2 separate regions of the Ovis aries genome follow, and region 2 is linked to region 1. A link is a contact called in public Hi-C data. All regions are on one chromosome and are shown on one strand. Each heading gives the region's core, a stretch centred on a gene start, on an enhancer-like site or on the middle of the called end of the contact. The rest is flanking DNA. Distances are from core to core; before and after follow the strand shown.

Evidence for each region. Hi-C and Micro-C count contacts between places; a contact is called where the count stands out from the background.
Region 2: a Hi-C map of tail adipose tissue shows a contact between it and region 1, with 3 times the contacts expected there. The contact joins the promoter of CLPB here to the promoter of FOLR2 in region 1. A contact is called at or near these places in 6 of 16 Hi-C or Micro-C datasets (mesenteric adipose tissue, mixed tissues, muscle and 3 more).

The regions. Positions count from the first base shown.
Region 1 is chr15:50,550,135-50,556,757 of ARS-UI_Ramb_v3.0, forward strand. FOLR2 (folate receptor beta) reads left to right here and starts at 2,684. Exons shown (of 5, transcript XM_004016290.5): 1 at 2,684-2,836; 2 at 3,942-4,115; 3 at 5,150-5,338; 4 at 5,451-5,586; 5 at 5,738-6,201. The coding sequence starts at 3,966. The coding sequence ends at 6,024. LOC132657824 (a long non-coding RNA gene) reads right to left here and starts at 2,908. Exons shown (of 4, transcript XR_009596532.1): 1 at 2,674-2,908; 2 at 1,158-1,270.
Region 2 is chr15:50,744,058-50,750,680 of ARS-UI_Ramb_v3.0, forward strand. CLPB (ClpB family mitochondrial disaggregase) reads right to left here and starts at 3,816. Exons shown (of 15, transcript XM_004016294.6): 1 at 3,355-3,816. The coding sequence starts at 3,757.

The sequences.
Region 1 (6,623 bases), core at 1,434-3,933:
AAAGATGCTTGCTCCTTGGAAGAAAAGCTATGACAAACCTAGAGAACATATTAAAAAGCAGAGACGTTACTTTGCCGACAAAGGTCCATCTAGTCAAAGCTATGGTTTTTCCAGTAGTCATGTATGGATGTGAGAGTTGGACTATAAAGAAAGCTGAGCGCTGAAGAATTGATGCTTTTGAGCTGTGGTGTTGGAGAAGACTCTTGGGAGCCCCTTGGACTGCAAGGAGATCAAATCAGTCAATCCTAAAGGAAATCAATCCTGAATATTCATTGGAAGGACTGATGCTGTGGCTGAAGCTCCAAAACTTTGGCCACTTGATGTGAAGAGCTGAGTCATTGGAAAAGACCCTGATGCTGGGAAAGATTGAAGGCAGGAGGAGAAGGGGACGACAGAGGGCAAGATGATTGGATGGCATCACCGAATCAATGGGCATGAGTATGAGCAAGCTCCGGGAGATGATGGACAGGGAAGGCTTGCGTGCTGCAGTCCATGGAGTTGCAAGGAGTCGGACACGACGGAGCGACTGAACAACAACAACAAAAAGAGTAGCCAAATTCACAGACATAAAAAATTGTATGGCCATTGCCAGGGACCGGGGAGAAGAGGAAATGCGGACTGCTGATATAATGGAAATAGAGTTTCTGTTTTACAGAATGAAAATGGCCTAGAGATGCACAACAATATGAATATACTTAACACCACTGAACTATAAGCTTAAAATAGTTAAAACAGTAAATTTTCAATAGTCTATATTTTACCACATTTGTTTAAAAGGCTAAAAAATTGCTTAATTATGTTTACAGATATGGTAGATGGTGAGGTATTATTTTTTATCAAATTTGAGACAATTTTTCTCTGTGACCCTTGACTTCTATACCTCAACTTCTAGCTGGTTCATCTGGCTGCTCATAAATTAATCTGATTTCTGCCATTCAAGCCTTCTCAAGCAATCTAAATGTCCATCAACAGATGAATGGATAAAGAAGATGTGGTGTGTATACATATGTTTTCTCACACATAAATGCACACACAGGGGCTTCCCTGATAACTCGGTCAGTAAATAATCTGCCTGCAGTGCAGGAGACCCAGGTTTGATCCCTGGGTTGGGAAGATCCCCTTGAGAAGGAAATGGCAACCCACTCCAGTATCCTTACCTGGAAAATCCCATGGACAGAGAAGCCTGGTGGGCTGCAGTCCATGGGGGCAGAGTCGGGCATGACTGAGCAACACTGAGGAACTGATGCACACACAATAAAATATTACTCAGCTGTAAAAAAGAATGAAATATTGCTATTTTCAGCATATGAATGGATGTACAGATTGTCACACTAAGTAAAATAAGTCAGGTAGAAAAAGACAAATATTGTATGATATCACTTATATATGGAATCTAAAAAAAAATACATTACTGTGTGGTGTGGCTAAAATAATAATAATACAAATGAACTTATTTACAAAATAGAAACAGAGTCACAGACATAGACAACAAACTGATGGTTACCAAATGGGAAAGGGGATAGAGAAGAATGAATTAGGAGTATGGGACTAGCAGTTACACACATGTAATAACCTACAATGGAAAATAATCTTGTAATAACCTACGATGGAAAAGAATATGAAGATGTATACCTGAAGCTAACACAATATTATAAATCAACCATAGTTAAATTGGGCTTCCCTGATGGCTCAGACTTTAAAGAATCTGCCTCCAGTGCAGGAGACCTGGGTTTGATCCTCAGGTGAGGAAGATCCTCTGGAGAAGGGCATGGCAACCCACTCCAGTAGTATTCTTGCCTGGAGAATTCCATGGACAGAGGAGCCTGGTGGGCTACAGTCTATTGGGTCGCAAAGAGTCGGTTGGACACAACTGAGTGACATCACACGCACACACACACATAGTTAAATTGAAAAAAAATTTTTAGGCCTACTCAGTATATGACAGACTTTTCTACATATAATTCTTCACAGTTTTCTTGTGAGCAAACTGAAGCTGAGAAAGATTCAGTAGTATTTCCTATAGCTGTGGGAGAGATGGAGCTATCACTGGGTTCCATCCTGGCTGCAAAGCCTGGGTTCTTCCTCACTAGGTCCCATTCCCCTCAAGTCAGCACTTGGGGTCAAAAATTCAGAAGCCCTCTTGGAGATGAGCAATCATCCAGATTTTTTAAAATTTAATTTGTATTTGTTTTGGCTGTGCTGGGTCTTCATCACTGCTCAGACTCTTCTCTAGTTGTGGAGAGTGGGGGCTACTCTCTAGTTGCAGTGCGCAGGCTTCTCATTGTGGTGGCTTCTTTTGTTGAGGGGTAGGGGCCCTCGGGTGTGGGGGCCTCAGGAATTGCGGCTCCCAGGTCTAGAGGGCAGACTTGAGTAGCTGTGGTGCCCGGGGTTAGTTGCTCCGAGGCACATGGGATCTTCCTGGATCAGGGATTGAAGCTGTGTCTCCTGCATTGGCAGGCGGATTCTTTACCACTGAGCCACCAGGGAAGCCCACTCTAGATTTTGATGAATGTTGAACGTGTGGACCCTGGAACGACTACATTAACAAACAGAGAGACGAGTGTAAACAAGAATGGCTCACTTGGCAGACTAAAGGAACCTTGGAGAGGGTGGGATCCAAAGAGAGGGAAGAGCAGGAGAAGATCTGAAAGAGGAAATTGTATCTACACTTACCAGAGCTCTTAGTCAGTCTGTCCTGCGCTGAGGACGGAGACCACAGAGGACAGCCTGGCAGCTTGGAGCTGCCGCCAGCCTGGAGAAAGGCCAGCCCAGTCAGAGCTGCGCGTGAACCTCGTAGCGAAGGAGGCTCAGGAGCTGCAGTCAGGAGAGTCGGCAGGTTGGCACATAGGGCAGGGACCCAGCTCTCCTTAGAGAGAGCACTCTCCGTGGGGAACGTGACTTAAAGGGGAGGAAATTGGAGGAGGCGAGACCTTACTCCAAACACAGAGCCAATGGAAGTGAATTCCAGAAAGACTGTTTGGAGAGTCCCTTGCCAGGGCTTGGGGATCAACAACATGGGGGATGGTGAGGGAGAGGGAGGTCTCTACTATCAATTCTTAGGTCCTTCGGTGACAGAGTCTAAAGGAACAGATCTGTTCTGCAGGAGGTAGGTGAGGGGGTGGAAGGTTGAGGGGCAGTCATGAACAGAGTAGGGGGCTGTCGCTTTCGCTGGGTGCCTCCCATGACTTTAAGTTCTTGTCTGGTTAGCAACTCCAATGTGGGGGACTTTTATGCTGTCCCTTGTCCTTGGATCTTGCATTTGTTCTTTGAAGGATAAAGGCAGGGATCTGGTTGATTTGTCTAGAAGTCGCTGAGGAGACCAGAGTCACGATGGAAGGAAATGATTTTCAGAAAATAGGGAAGGAAAAAGAAGTCTGAGAAAGCAAAGCTGTCTAAAAACAACCCCCCTCATCATTTCTGTATCATTTAACCATCACCATCCTGTGTGCTACCTCGCTTGATCCTTATGCTGAACCGGAGAACTCAGCAGAGCTGGGTCACTGCCATGCCAGGGTAACAGGGTTTCTAAGCTGGCATGGAAACCTGGGTGATCAAGGGTGTGAAGGCAGAGCACTTGCTGGACACAGGATGAGGCTGTGTCCTCTTCCGGAGAGTAGAGTATGGACCTGAATTATTTAGTTACTTCTCTTGGGTCAGTCCAGAGAGAAGGCAGGGGCACAAGGAGTCTCCTCCAACTTGGGAAGATTCCCCCAGGGAATCTCATCCCAGATGCCCTTTCGAGCCCCCCAAGCCTACGGTGAGGGAGCCGCTGCCCTTCCCAATCTTCTCTACTCCAGCCTCAAGGAGCCTCAGGACCCCAACACTGAAGGAACAGGGTCTGACCCCATCCTTCACTGTGGAGTTGGGGAGACTGAAGTAGGAGGCAAAGGGGGGGACCCTGTGAGGGGCTCTCTCCCTTCAGACTTTGGTCTCCTCCACAGCTGCCTCTGCAGGAAAGGAAAGAGATGCCTTGGAAACTGACACCACTTCTGCTGTTTCTGGGTTGGATGACCTCTGTGTGCAATGCCCGGACCCGGACAGACCTGCTCAACGTCTGCATGGATGCCAAGCACCACAAGGCAGAACCTGGCCCTGAGGACAAGCTACACAACCAGGTGAGGATGGAGTGTGGCTCTGGGTTGGGAGGGGGCTTGTTCAGACAAGGAACAGGAAGTCAGGGTGGTGGGGGAGGGGTTGAGGGGGTCAAGCCCTTCCACTACACACACACATCCTGAGTTACTATGGTGGGAAAAGATGCAGGCAGGATGGGGGTACAGTTGATGTGATTCTAGAGGTGGCCTGCTCAGAATAGGATCCCATGTTGGCAATAATGTGGAATAAACACTTCCTGAGCACCTCCCAGGTGTCTTGTGTGTTCTGTGCATGGTTTCGTATTCCCAGAGGTCCTGCGATATGGGTAGATGATGTTCTCCTCCACTTGATACAAATGAGGAAACTGAGGCCCAGAGAAGCACATGGACACCCAGAGGATTTGGTCAGGACTTGCCCCTGTGATGGGGTGGGGGTTGAGGTGGGCACTCCCAGGGGTTTAAAAGGTGAGAGACGTCAACATATATTACTGCATGCTGTAATGCAGTACACCTTTCCTCCTTTGCTCGAAAAGCCACCTTGCAATGAGGCTTAACACAACCACCCTCTTTCAAATTTCAACAGTCATTCCATATTTCTATTCCCTGCTGTCTTTTGTCCATATAATTGATCAGATCCTGATTTTTTTCTCTTTCAGCTTCTTACTGTCTCCTTTGACCGGAACATATATTTCTGCCTGTTTTGTTCTCTTCTGTATTCCCAGCATCTCGAACAGTAACTTGTATAAAATAAGTACTCAGTAATTATTTTTTAGGGAATAAATAAATTACTTTGTATGAAGTGTCAAGCACTGTATAAACGATAGCTATTGTCTTCCCAAGACAGGGCTTCTCCCTGGCTCTCACTGCCCCCATGTCTTGTAACTGTGTCTCCCCCAAGACAGGAGTTTCTGGAGGCCAAGGACAGAACGGTCCTAACAGTGAGCATTCTTAGGACAACCTGCCTGAGACAGGACAGCAAGAAAAGCCAAATGGGAAGAGGCTGGAGGTGGTAGAGTGTGTGGTCTGGAGGCAATTAGTCTCCTGTCTTCCTGACCCAGTGCACCCCCTGGAAGAAGAATGCCTGCTGCTCTGCCAGAGTCAGTCAGGAGCTGCACAAGGACACCTCCTCCTTGTATAACTTTACCTGGGACCACTGTGGCAAGATGGAACCCGCCTGCCAGCGCCACTTCATTCAGGACAACTGTTTGTATGAGTGCTCACCCAATCTGGGGCCCTGGATCCAGGAGGTACTGGGATCTCCCTCCTTCCACCCCAGCAGGCTGCCCCCAACTCAGTCACAGCTGTTCCTACCAACATCCCTGGCTGACTGAGCCTCCCTGCCCTTACCTTCTCCCCCAGGTGAACCAGAAGTGGCGCAAAGAACGGTTCCTGAACGTGCCCCTGTGCAAAGAGGACTGTCAGAGCTGGTGGGAAGACTGCCGCACCTCCCACACCTGCAAGAGCAACTGGCACAGGGGCTGGGACTGGACCTCAGGTGAGGGCTGGGGTGGGCGGGGAGATGGAGGTGTGGGGTGGAGAAAGGGGGTCTGAGGATTTGGGATTGAGCAAGGATTCCTAGGGGCGGCCAGAGTTAAGCTTTGGGCCTAGGGACAGAATGTATGTGCCCACCCTCTCTCCCCCTGCAGGATCGAATAAGTGTCCAAATGGGACCACCTGCCGCACATTTGAGGCCTACTTCCCCACACCTGCAGCCCTGTGTGAGGGCCTCTGGAGTCACTCCTACAAGCTCAGCAACTACAGCCGGGGCAGCGGCCGCTGCATTCAGATGTGGTTCGACCCTGCCCTGGGCAACCCCAACGAGGAGGTGGCGAGATTCTACGCCTCGGCCTTGACTGCTGAGGCCTGGCCCCAGGGAATTAGACCTCTCTCTCTCTGCCTGGCCCTGATGCTGTCACTCTGGCTCCATGACTGAGTCCAGCCTGTCCCCAGGTTTGATGACCAGGCTGGGCTCAGTTCAGCTCCCACAAATGAGGGAGCCATCAGCACGCTTCCATTCATTATCCATCCCTTTGTCATCCAGTTCCTGCTCCAGGGTGGGGCTTGGGGTTTCTCTGACAGCTAGTTCTAATAAATAGACCAACTCCTCTGAGTCTGATGAATTATTTTGGTTCTGAGTTTGTGTGTGGTAGAGGGCAGATTCCATAGTTTTTGGATTCCTTCAGATTAGAGAAACAAAACATAAGCTTGTTCTGCTACTCACTATGTGAAAATGAATCAGTTGCTTGACTTTTCTTAAACCAGTTTCCTTCTCAATAAAATGAAGATAATTATCCTTCCTTCTCTCATAGTTGTGAAATGTTGCCTAGAAAGCATGTGTGCCCAGTGCCTGCACATTATTAGTCCTTAGGGATCCTGTGGCTCTTGTAGCCCCAAATGAGAGAGCCAAGTCCAGGACTTCATTATTTACATTGGGTCCCAGAGGAAGGCCTTTTCCCCAGGTTCTGTGCTCCCTTCTGCTGCTACGGGAAAACTGGGGATTGGAGTCCAGGGAAGGCTGGGTGTGTGTGGGTG
Region 2 (6,623 bases), core at 2,566-5,065, 200 kb after region 1:
AACGAAGGGAGAGCCAAAGTAGAGGATTCCAATCCATCCCTTAGGAATTGCCAGGCCTAGCAGAAAGGCAATGGCAAGCTTGGCCTGGCCTGGGCAGCGTGCGGGCTGCTGGCACCACCTTGTGGCCATGAGGAAAAGCTGTCAACAGCAGAGGCACATTCTCTCTCCCAGGCGGCTGCAACACTGAGCTCAGCTGTTCCTGAGCTCCAACTGATGGGCACCAGACAGACTCAGGCCCAGCCCTGTCTCAGGGAGCTCTCAGTCCAGCCAAGAGAGTCACCAAGTGAAACAGAGAGGCGGGGTGGAAGAGCAGACCTGGGTCTGGTCTTAACTCTGCCACTTACTTGCTTTATGACCTGGCTCACTCACCTAACCTCCTGTGTACAATATCCACCTTATCAGACATATGCAAACCAGTCCTGTGGTTCAGACCGATGCATAGGCCTACACATTGCCTCCTGGCCTAGACTCTGGGGCCAGGTCTTCCTCAGTTCCCCAGCTGTTCCCCCAGCACACACCCAGGATGCTTGGGCAGCCCCCAGCTGGAAGGGGAACAAGCCTTCCCCAGATACTGCTGTATTCTCTCTCCCCTCACTCTTTTAAAAAGAAGTAGCTTCTGCAAGGTCCCAGAGGGAATGAGGAATGGGCTGGGATTAGAACCGGGGTCCCCTGGCTCCTAAAGGGCAGAACTGATTATGCTGCACTGAGGGCCTTGGCTCACAACTCTCAAGTCAGGAGACAAGGGAACTGGCAAGTCAGAAGCGTTGGGATCGGTCATGGTTTGGTAAACATCATATATTTTGGTAAAAAGACCCCAGTGTCTTTTGCTGGGGTTCACATGCCACAGAGTCCAATCTGGAGCCCCCCAAAAGCTCTGAGGCAAGACCTTGGACACTTTCTCCCCATCTGTCTAAACCTGCTGGACTTGGGACATTCCCTGCTCATCAATTTTCCATGGCTTTCCATCACCTATAGGAGAATTTCAGACCCTCCAAACCCTCGCGCCTGATATCCAGACCCTACTCCCTCTGCTCTCACCTCATTTGAAAGACCTCCTCTCCTCCAACCAGGCTGGACAAACTGCTAGCCTCTATATGTACTATCCCGACCTGCGCTTTGTTCCTGGAAACATTTCCATAGAATACAAACCATCTTGAGGAACATTCACTAAGCACCTACACTAAACACCAGGGACTATGCTGGACAGTGCAAAAGTATTAAGGAAAGGAACTGGCATCAACCTGAAAATATCAAGACGCACTCCTTGCTCTCAAGGAGCTCACAGTATCACTCTCCTTTTCATCTCTTGCCTTATCCTTTACAACTCAAATTCAAATTCCCCATCCTCAAGGAAGATCTCCAATCATTCAGGAAGGCTTTCCTGACCATGCTGGCCTTCTGATCCCCCAAAACACACTGTTAGATGATTCGCCAGATGCACAGGTCTAATGGCCCACATCGTCCCCTTAGCTGGCATTGTGTTAAGTCACGAGTTCCACATCAAGCTTTAAAGTAGGCGCACAGAGGGTATTCATACCTCTGTGGGTGTGGAAGTAATAGAATCATAGTGTGCCTAAGCTAGAAGAACCCTTAGGAGCTCTGTTTGCTGCTAAGTCACTTCAGTCGTGTCCGACTCTGTGCAACCCCATGGACGGCAGCCCACCAGGCTCCCCCGTCCCTGAGATTCTCCAAGCAAGAATACTGGAGTGGGTTGCCATTTCCTTCTCCAATGCATGAAAGTGAAAAGTAAAGTGAAGTCGCTCAGTCGTGTCCGACTCTTAGCGACCCCATGGACTGCAGCCCACCAGGCTCCTCCATCCAAGGGATTTTCCAGGCAAGAGTACTGGAGTGGGTTGCCATTGCCTTCTCCGTGGAGCTCTGTTTCAACACCCTCATTTTATAGATGAGGAAATAGGACCATGAGAAAGGGCAAAAGTCCAAAGTCATGTGGGAATTAAAGGTAGAACAAAACAAGACCCCAGGTGACCTTACTCCCTGCCAAGGCTCTTCCTATACAGCTGGCCACATCCTGCTGAATAAACAAATGAATGTCAAGGGCATCCCTCCTCTTGGTCCAAAGTCTCAGAGCTTGGGATGCATGGAATCTTGAAACACCATGCCTCACTCTTCTCTTCGAGGAAGAGCTGAGAACCTGAGTAGCTGGACTCACGTAGGCTAGAAGTCTAGCTCTCTGCCTGCTCTCCCAGTCCCTGCTCGACTCCATGCACCCAAGGGTGATGCCAACCTGGGTCAGCCAGCCCCCATGGTTGCTCTGGTTCTCCAGGGAGCCACCTCCCTGTATTCCTTGTCCTGCCAACTTCCCCACATAGCAAGATCACCTCATGCCTGAGACCAGGCACAGCAGAACCCTAGGAGTCTCCCTGATGAACACAACCACACTGCTGAACTTCAAAAGGAATCAGAATAACAACACTGTAAGAGTAGTGAGAAATCACCCTTCACCTGTGGGGAAACAATCTAGAGAGGAGCAAGCAGAGCCAAAGTTGGCACTGAAACCAAGTCTCTTCCCTTCTTAGTCCATGGACCCCAAGGACTGTAGCGTACCAGGCTCTTCTGTCCATGGAATTTTTCAGGCAAGAATACAGAAGCTGGTTGCCATTCTCTACTCCAGGGGATCCTCCCAGACCAAGGATCAAACCCATGTCTCTTGTGTCTCCTGCATTGGCAGGTGGATTGTTTACCACTGCACCACATGGGAAGCCAAACAGGTTTCCTGGAGACCTCTTAAAAGGAACTGAACCAGATAGAATGGTAGAAAAATAGGCCACATGCTAATTTCAGATGTTTAGTCCAGCGCTCCCATTGTACAGATGGATAAGGTGATACTCCAAGAAAGGAGGCTAACCTTTAATAACTGTATTATTATAATACAATAATTATTATTATGGGCTTCCTAGGTGGCGCCAGTGGTAAAGAACCCACCTGCCAATGCAGGAGACATACAAGACGCAGGTTTGATCCCTGAGTAGGGAAGATCCCCTAGAGGAGGGCATGGCAACCCACTCCAGCAGTCTTGCCTAGAGAATCCCATGGACAGCGGAGCCTGTCAGGCTACTGTCCACAGGGTCCCACAGAGTCGGACACGACTGAAACGACTAGGCATGCATGCAATTATTATTCTAATACAGTAACAGTTGCATAATTTGAGAAATTACACAACTCAGAAGCACTGAACTCCTCAGCCTGCTCTATGACCAAATTATGTCTGGGTCCTACCAGGACTGAAGCTCTAGTGGTCTAAATCTATAAGCAATTCCCACCCTCCAACCTCATGGACTCAGGACCCACCTCCCGCCTCTCACTTGCACATAACCAGACTGTCCCAATAATCACCCTTGCTGGACGGGCTCTTGCTGTAACAATGAACCACCAGTGCCGTGGCCAGGGCCCACACGCCCAAGCCGGCTCTGCTGAGGACTCCATTCCAGCTGTCCTGCCCAGGCAGTGTATCTTCGGGGCTAGGAAGATGTCCCCACGTGGCAGCTGCAAGGTAGGGGGTCTCGGTACGTCCTCTCTGGCGCCCTCCAGTGGCTGCCCCTCCTCCGGTGAGTAGGGCCGGCGACGTTCCATGGCGCCCCCCGACGGCCGCCCTCAGCCACTGAGGCTCCCCGCGGCCCCCGGTGGTCACACTCTGGCCGGTGGCACTTTCGTGGCTCCGGAGCGATGGGGACCTAAGCAGCTGGAGAAGGAGCCGCGGCGCCGGCGCTGTTCTCTTCGACACCAGGGACCCCAGCATCGTGACAGCTGCTTCGATAACCCTCTGGTGCCGGCCCCTGTGCTGACCACTTCCAACATGGCTGCCGCGGCGCGTTCGAAGACGCCGCGGAGTGGAATTACGCACTACCTCACGGGAGTGGTAGTCCCTAACCCTAGATCTTGACGTAGCGAGGGGGAGAAATAAACTACACTTCCCAGAAGGCTGTGGAACTTGCGTCATAATGACTGCAGACTTACAGGATCCTGGGGCGTATTGGGAAATGGAGTTTGGACATGGGGGCGTGGCAAGAAGGGAAACACCTACCAGGGGCCAAGCCATTAGAGTTAAGGTTGGAATCCCAGAGTCTTCTTCGAAGTTTAGCTAAAACATTCGATGCAATTTCTGAGTATTGTAAATTAAACGGGACTCTTCAGCAACTTGTGCTTCTTTTAGCCTGTATCTCTTTTTAGCCTGGGACTGCTTTTCACAAAGATACCTAGGGTAACTGATGCACCTGAAATAGGAATTCCTTTTCTTTTCTCTTTTTGTTTTTTCTACACAGACATTCTTTCTGTTAAAAAGTTGATGCCTAATCTTGCTTTCCCACTTACCCTATATTTAAGGTGCTTTCATATGTTCTATCTGTCTCATCCTTGTGGCAGCCGCATAAGGGAAGCTGGGCTAGGACTATTATTCCTGTGTACAGGGAAGGGAATTTAGGCTCAAAAATAAAAGAATTTGTCAATAGATCAATACGTAAAGCTCAAGCCTTCAACTCCAAGCCATCGCCCCTTTGATACTTGCACCCCTATCCTGCCCTCATTTCTCCAGATTGAACCCGTGAGCAGGTGAAAAATGAAGTGCTTTTTTTTTCTAGGTGAGAAATGGATTTATTTAGAGAGAAGCACACTCCACAGAGCTCCAGCCTTCTCAGAAGCAAGAGCAGTCTTGGGAGAAACACACTCCACAGACTAGAGTGTGGGCTGTCACAGAGGGTATGAGTAGTCTTGAAATGCAGTGTGGTTAGTTTTCATAGGCTGGGTTATTTCACAGGCTGATGAGAAAAGCTGTGATAAACCTAGATAGCATATTAAAAAGCAGAGATATCACCTTGCCGACAAAGATAAAAATCGTCAAAGCTTTGTTTTTTCCAGTAGTCATGTATGGATGTGAGAGCTGGACCATAAAGAAGGCTGAGCACTGAAGAAATGATGCTTTTGAACTGTGGTGTTGGAGAAGACTCTTGAGAATCCCCTGGACTGCAAGGAGATCAAACCAGTCAATCCTAAAAGACACAAATCCTGAATATTCAGGGAAGGACTGATGCTAGAGCTGAAGCTCAGTACTTTGGCCACCTGATGTGAAGATCTGACTCACTGGAAAAGATCTTGATGCTGGGAAAGATTGAAGGCAGGAAGAGGAGGACAGAGGACAAGATGGCTGGATGGCATCACTGACTCAATGGACATGAGTTTGAGCAACTTCAGGAGATGGTGAAGGACAGGGAGACCTGGCGTGCTGCAGAGCAACTGAACAACAAGGGAGGATTATTCTAGCTATTTTGGTGGAGGGGTAAGTGTGGAGATTTCCAGGAATTGAGCCACTGCCCACTTTTTGGTCTTTGATTGTTGGCTTTGGAACTGTCATGGCACCTCTGGGTGTGTCATTTACCTTGTTGATGTATTACAATGAGCATATACTGAGGATCAAGGTCTAGTCTAAGCTGACTTATCTGCCATCTTGCTGCTGCTGCTGCTAAGTCGCTTCAGTCATGTTGGACTCTGTGCGACCCCATAGATGGCAGCCATCTTAGGCCCATTTGATTCTAATCACTTTATGTTGTGTCCTCAGGCTATGTCATTCTTTCAAAGGTTGTGCTCTGCCCCCTTCCCCCCTGTTTCATTTGACCCTCAGATTTTACTCCATATTGTTACGGGAAGCAGAAGGGCAATGGTCCATCTTCTGTAACTGAGAAGGCTCTTCTTTATACCAGTTCTAGATCCTGTTCCTGCACTTACTTCAGAGTATCAGAACCTTCCCAGATGACTCTATTTAAATAAGCTATCTTCCTTTCCACATCGTTCTTATCCTGCCTACTTTGTCTTCATATCACGTAGCACTTGACATGCTGTTGTTGTTTAGTTGCTAAGTCATGTCTGACTCTTTTGTGACCCCACAGGCTGTAGCTCGAAAACTCCTCTGTCCATGGGATTTCCCAGACAAGAATACTGGTGTCGACTAAAATAGATGCACAACTTGAGAGCTTCGAGTTAAGTTTTATTTGAGGCAAAATGAGGACTGCAGCCCAGGAGGCAGCACCTCAGATAGCTCTGAGAGATAGCTCCAAAGAGGCAGTCAGTTCAGTTCAGTTCAGTTCTGTTGCTCAGTCATGTCCGATTCTTTGTGACCCTGTGGACTGCAACATGCCAGGCCTCCCTGTCCATCACCAACTCCTGGAGTTTACTCAAACTCATGTCCATTGAGTCGGTGATGCCAGCCAACCATCTCACCCTCTGTCATCCCCTTCTCCTCCCACCTTAAATCTTTCCCAGCATCAGGCTCTTTTCCAATGAGTCAGTTCTTTGTATCAGGTGACCAAAGTATTGGAGCTTCAGCTTCAGCATCAGTCCTTCCAATGAATATTCAGGACTGATTTCCTTTAGGATGGACTGGTTGGATCTCCTTGCAGTCCAAGGGACTCTCAAGAGTCTTCTCCAACACCACAATTCAAAAGCATCAAATCTTCAGCACCCAGCTTTCTTTAAAGTCCAACTCTCACATCCATACATGACTATTGGAAAACCATAGCCTTGACTAGATGGACCTTGTTGGCAAAGTAATGTCTCTGCTTTTTAATATGCTGTCTAAGTTGGTCATAACTTTCCTTCCAAGGAGTAAGCATCTT